2 separate regions of the Rattus norvegicus genome follow, and region 1 is linked to region 2. Evidence: chromatin contacts called from public Hi-C data. All regions are on one chromosome and are shown on one strand. Each heading gives the region's core, a stretch centred on a gene start, on an enhancer-like site or on the middle of the called end of the contact. The rest is flanking DNA. Distances are from core to core; before and after follow the strand shown.

What was found. A called contact is a pair of places that touch in the nucleus more often than the background predicts.
Region 1: a Hi-C map of Schwann cells shows a contact between it and region 2, with 9 times the contacts expected there. The contact joins the enhancer-like site here to the promoter of Fmnl1 in region 2.

Annotation. Positions count from the first base shown.
Region 1 is chr10:89,096,162-89,098,861 of GRCr8, reverse strand. It overlaps Gosr2 (golgi SNAP receptor complex member 2), which reads left to right. Exons shown (of 6, transcript NM_031685.2): 2 at 1,230-1,294. Among named protein-coding and RNA genes, the nearest start is that of Gosr2, 8.1 kb to the left of the region's middle. Within about 2 kb of position 1,346, at least 7 of the 93 cell types and tissues checked have an H3K27ac peak or open chromatin away from gene starts, as enhancers often do. A contact at or near this core is called in Schwann cells, where this site is marked.
Region 2 is chr10:88,614,682-88,617,381 of GRCr8, reverse strand. Fmnl1 (formin-like 1) reads right to left here and starts at 1,305. Exons shown (of 25, transcript NM_001105846.1): 1 at 1,025-1,305. The coding sequence starts at 1,153.

The sequences.
Region 1 (2,700 bases), core at 97-2,596, 480 kb before region 2:
TGCACAGTAGAGAAAGATTGTTGAGCTTTCCCTTAAGGGCTGGAGATAGGCCTTCTTCAGACAGGTCCTATGTAGAAAGCCTTTCTTTTATAAGCACAGGAGGCCATTGGGGCTAACATAGACAACATTCCAAGGACTGTCAAGTGATGGGGAACCACTAGGAAGGGTTTGGAAGGTGGTGACTTTGGCCTGGAACTTCTCCAGGCCTAATGTCTGGGACATGTTGCATTTCTAGATGAGATGGCAGTCCTCCTCCTGTTGTCAGGGAAAGATGTTTACAAAACAGGAGATACCTATCTCTCAGGGCCATTCCCTTAAGTGTTCCTTCCACTGCCTGGTCCCCTCTGTTCTTTCTCTCTCTGACTGTTTTTCAAGCACTCCATTTTGCTTTTGCCCCATGTGAAATGCCTTGCATGCCCTTCTGCAGATCATCATCTTGCAACCTGTCTTCACTAAACCTCATTTTACCTTCTTAAAAGTGATGCTCAGATCTGCATTCAAGCCTACGTGCTTGTGTGCACGCCTGTAATCCTAGCACTGTGTAGGCGAAGGCAGGAGGATCACAAGTTCAAGGCAAGCCTGGGCTGTGTAAATGAGAAAACTCAGCAACCACAACTCCTTCCAGCTACGAAACCCCAGTTTACACTTTGTTAACCCAGCCTTCCCGCCTCCTTGGCTGCACTGTACACAACTCCCTCAACTTTGTTTCCGCCTGTGTGTGTTGGGGTTTCTTAAATCTTCTCAGGGGTTTCTCATGTCTGTTCAGCCTGTCAGTTCCTAATTATGTTGTTTCTCAGGGGCGAGGATTATATCTTCCTTGCCCTTTGGCTCTTGGTAGGCAGACCAGTGCTCAGCACATTAGGTCGCAGAACAGAGAGTGGGATTGGCTGGATACTGGTTGAGGTTTATCGCCTGCTGTGTGGCCTTGAGCAACTTACTTGACCTTTCTGGTTTCAGTTTTTATTTATAAACTGAGAGCAGTGATGATGCTTTCCTCTGGGGTTACTGACTTAGCAGTGTCTCAGATACAGTAAGCTCTCTCTAAATGCTATCAGCGTTGTTCTTAGCATGAGGTTTGAAATGAAGCCTGAAGTGCCACATACAGATTTTACAGTTGAGTAGCACCGTCACCTTAAATCAGCTGTAAGGCAGCATTAAGAGAAGTTGTCTTTCCTGACCGAGGTGCTGGTGACCACCCCTGTCTCACTCATTTCCTCTTCCTTTGATAGGCAGGTCCACGAGATCCAGTCTCACATGGGACGCCTGGAGACGGCAGACAAGCAGTCTGTGCACTGTGAGTAATTAACCAGGGAGAGCAGAGTCCTTTCCCTGATGGCATGGGGCTAATGGGCTGGGTTTCCTGACTGCATTCTGCCTTAGGGGCTTAATGACTCAGCATGGAATGAGTTGTTGTTAGAATGGACAGAAAAACCCTATGGCCAATAGATTTCCCCGATTGTGCCCCTTGGAGTCCCACCAGTTTTATCCCCCATTACCCTTCCACTCAACCTGACGGCCCTATGGGAATGGAAGTTCTCCTTCCATCTGTCTTAATCTAATTACCTAGTCTGAAAATTCAGACATGTTGACCTGGAACTGGCCATCTCTTCCAAGCTGAGACTCTGGCTTCTTAGTAGGATTATTCAGACAGCTAGCAATATTAATTAGTTTAGTTCCCATACCACAGGTTTGTGTGTGTGTGTGTGTGTGTGTGTGTGTGTGTGTGTAGCATGTGGGTTGTGGTTTGGAGTTTTTTGGTTTTGTTCCAAGCAAAGGCCCCTTACTGAGCCAGCCCTATAGACCTCCCTTGGAAGCTCTTGTCACCCTACAGCCCAGCTCTGGCCAGGCCTCTTCTGTTTCCTGTTTCCTCTTTTTCCCTGGCTCCCCAGGGTGGTCCTTCCCTTGACTCTGCACCCTATAGTGCCCTAATCTAAATTGTCTGTGTTTGCTGCAGGTGCGAAGACCTAGCAAGAGGGTGGTACTGGGGTTGTCATTTCTCCTGGGTGCGGCAGCCGCCTGGGTGCGTGCTCTGTGCACTTTAGTTTCTGCCTACTGGCCTTTGTTTGCCTTTCCAGCAATCTCACTGTCGCCTGATTAGAAGTGGAAAGAGGTCATTTTGACAGCTTTATCAAAGGGGATAAGGAAAATGACTATCATATTTTCTACCTCTGCCTGTGCTTTCCTGGGTCTTTCCGATTGATATGTGGTCTATTTTGAGGGCCCTAACACATCTCAGCCTACCATTCTTTCAGAAAGCCTCTGGGTATTTCTATACTGGTCTTCCCTTTCCTTTATACCTTTTATTGCTCTTTTAGCCTTATTACTATAAGGAATTCAGTTGGCAACACTTCTCCTAGCGGTTTATAGTCCATATCTGAGACCAGTCTCAAATAGACCTACATCAGAAAATTTAACTTAACAGAGTTTTATGGGCAACCATTAAATATTCATTTTATTTTCTAATGAATATAATAATATTTGTGTACATTGTGCTCCTTTGGGAATACATATGCTTTAGTTTGTGTTATAGCTTATCATTTTTACTTTGTTGTTTTGGGGTTTTTTGTTTGTTTTTGTTTTGTTTGTGACTGTGGCCCTGGCTGTCCTGGAACTTGCTCTGTAGACCAGGCTGGCCTAGAACTCAGAGATCTACCTGCCTCTGCCTCCCAAGTGCTGGGTTAAAGGTGTATGCCAACATGG
Region 2 (2,700 bases), core at 56-2,555:
ACCAGCCTACTGGGACTGGGAAAGGCCTCTAGGAAACAGCCCAGCCTTCCCCAATGTCACCCAGTGTCCAGCCAGGAGTGGCTAACAGTACACAGGCCACTGGGCAACCACCTACAGAAGGCAGCAGGAAAGAGTGCTGGGGTAAAGAGGGGGAAGTGAAAAAGACTAGCCTTTCCCCTTCCCTACTTCTGCCTCCCACCCTTCTTTGGGACCTATGACTGCTTGGCCCACCCTATCAGAAACACTTGAACTGCTCAGCCGAGTTGATGGCTCCCTCTCCAGAGGCCTAGACTTTAGTTTCTACTTCATCCTATCCCACCCTTGCCTGCCCCAGTTTCCCAAGCAAGTGACAGCCAAGAAGGACGGGAGCCTTCCAGATATTTGTTCCACTCCAAGCCAGAATGACCAACCCACCCTGACCCCACCCTTCCTAAGCCTACTCCTTTCAGTAGCTGGGGGTGGTCCATGATGAGGGGCTGCAAGCACCTATTCTAGGGCATGGTAGGGTGAGAGATTAGAATGGAGGGTCTAAGAGTCCAACTCCTTCACCAGACACCAGAACAACCGAGGATGAAAGACTCCACTAGGTCTAAGGCTTCCAGAAGGTTAAATTATAACCCCTTTCCTCTTTGACCCTGAGTCACAGAAGGGCAGGCGCTCTAGACCCGCACCCAGCCACTGGGCCTGCGTGCAGTAAAAGAGTGGGCGCCAGCCCCCCTCCCACCCCGGGCGCGTTTGGACCCAACCTCATGAGACATTTTTGACACCTTTAGACCTAGGAGCGTAGGAAGGGGGTCAGAGGGGGGGGGGGTCTCTTAAGAAAGCTTACTGGAGGGGGGGGTTGAAGAAAGTTTCTTGAGGGGGGGTGCTAAATCACTCTGAAAGATGGCACTGTCACTCCCACCCCCTGGAGGGACAGCAGGTGGACCCAGGATCTCCAAGCGGCACCTGAGTCCCAAGAGGCGGGGACGCATGCGGAGCCCCTGTCGTGCCTGGCTCCTGGTGCGCACCAGGACACACTCACCAAGACTCGCGTGAACCTCTCCTCCAGCTCCCCGGCCGCCGGCATCGGTTGCTTGGGGACGGCTGGCTGCTTCGGGGGCGATGCGGTGGGGCCCGCGGGCTGCTCAGCGCTGCCAGCCGCGTTGCCCATGGTGGTCCCCACCCAGCCGGCCAAGCGTCTCCAGCCTCGGAGATCCAGTTTTCCCTGGGGGTCGCGGACTAGGCTTCGGGAGCCAGGGGGGCGAAGGGCAGCACTGGATGGCGGGGCTGGGCTAGGCTGCTCTCAGCTCAGCGGCGTGCAGGAGCCAGGGCGCGGCGTCCCATCGCGGCGGCCCCGTCCAAGGGAGCGGGCGGCGAGCGAGGCTCGGGGAGGAAGTCGGGCTGCAGACGGCCGGGGCCAGAGGGCTGGGCCGGGGGCAGGAAGCTGCGGCGCGGGCTCCCCCCTCGGCGATTTTCGAACTTCTGCTGCCGCTCCCGGTGCGCACAAACCGCAGTTCTCCGCCGCGCACCCGGCCCCAGGGGGGCGGGCTGCAGGGAGGGGGCGGGCGCGGGCGCCGGCCGGGGGTCCTCCGCAGCCATGGCGCGCCGGCCGGGGGCTGCCGAGCAGTGCACCTGCGGCGGAGGGGGCTGGCGCCGCTGCACCTGCCGGAGCCCCGGAGCCGACCCAGGCGAGGCCGAGAACACGGCGGCGCGCTCGCCCGGCGCCTCCGGGTCCTAGAACCGCAGCTCTCCGCCCTGAGCTAGGCAGTTAGGGGTCTCTAGGCCCGAGCCTGGAGGAGGCAGACCCCGGGGTGGAAGACTGTCCAACCAATGCGCGCGCGCCTTGGACACCTAAGGCGGCGATGAGGTGCGGTGGTGGGGAGTAATTGCTACTGGGGGTCCCCCTCTGGGGTCCCCAACTAAGAAGGTGGGAACCCCCTTCCAGGCCCCCCACCTCTGTGTCTCTCCTCCGTTGGGCCCAGAGATGATCTGAGGACCAAAGGGAACCATCTGCAAACAGGTTGGAGGACACAGACCTAGGTCAATTGCGATCTGATCAGCTGTGGCTGTACCCACATCTTCAACAGCTCTAGACTGGGGTTACTCGTGGGAAAATGAGATTGGAGAACCTGGGGATCACTGTGGTGGTGCCAAGGAGAAGTAGGGCACTAAGAAGGATTAAAGGCAGCTGCTAGGCTGGGGGAGGAACAGGCACCTCAGAGGGGAGGAAAATGACGCTGTCACCATGAGGGACCTAGGCTGGCCTCTCACTGGAGAATGATAATCTTGGCTCTCTGATAGTTACAGAAAGATTTCTGTGACAGTGACCAGCAAAGGTAGGTGTGGATGTCCTCATTTCCATAACGGGGAAACGAGGAACGGAGTAGCAAGGGGACTTGTCCAAGGCTACACAGCTAATTAGGGCAGAAACGTGCCTCTTGTGTTCATGTCCAAAATCTACTTAGCCTCGGTCTCCCACTCTTCTTATTTAGGGTGGGAGAGTGGAGAAGGGGTACACCTTCAGGACCGGTGCTCAAATTCCATCCTAAATTAACACCTCTAGTTCTCCCACTTAATTTGTGGGGCTCTCGAGTTGGCCCCTCCCTGTACTGCCAGGCCATAGGGTGAGGTGCCCTACATTATTGAGCCTTGAACTTTCTCTGTACCAGTCGAGGAGCTCTAAATGGTTGCTCTAGATCATTCCTAGCTCTCTCCTTC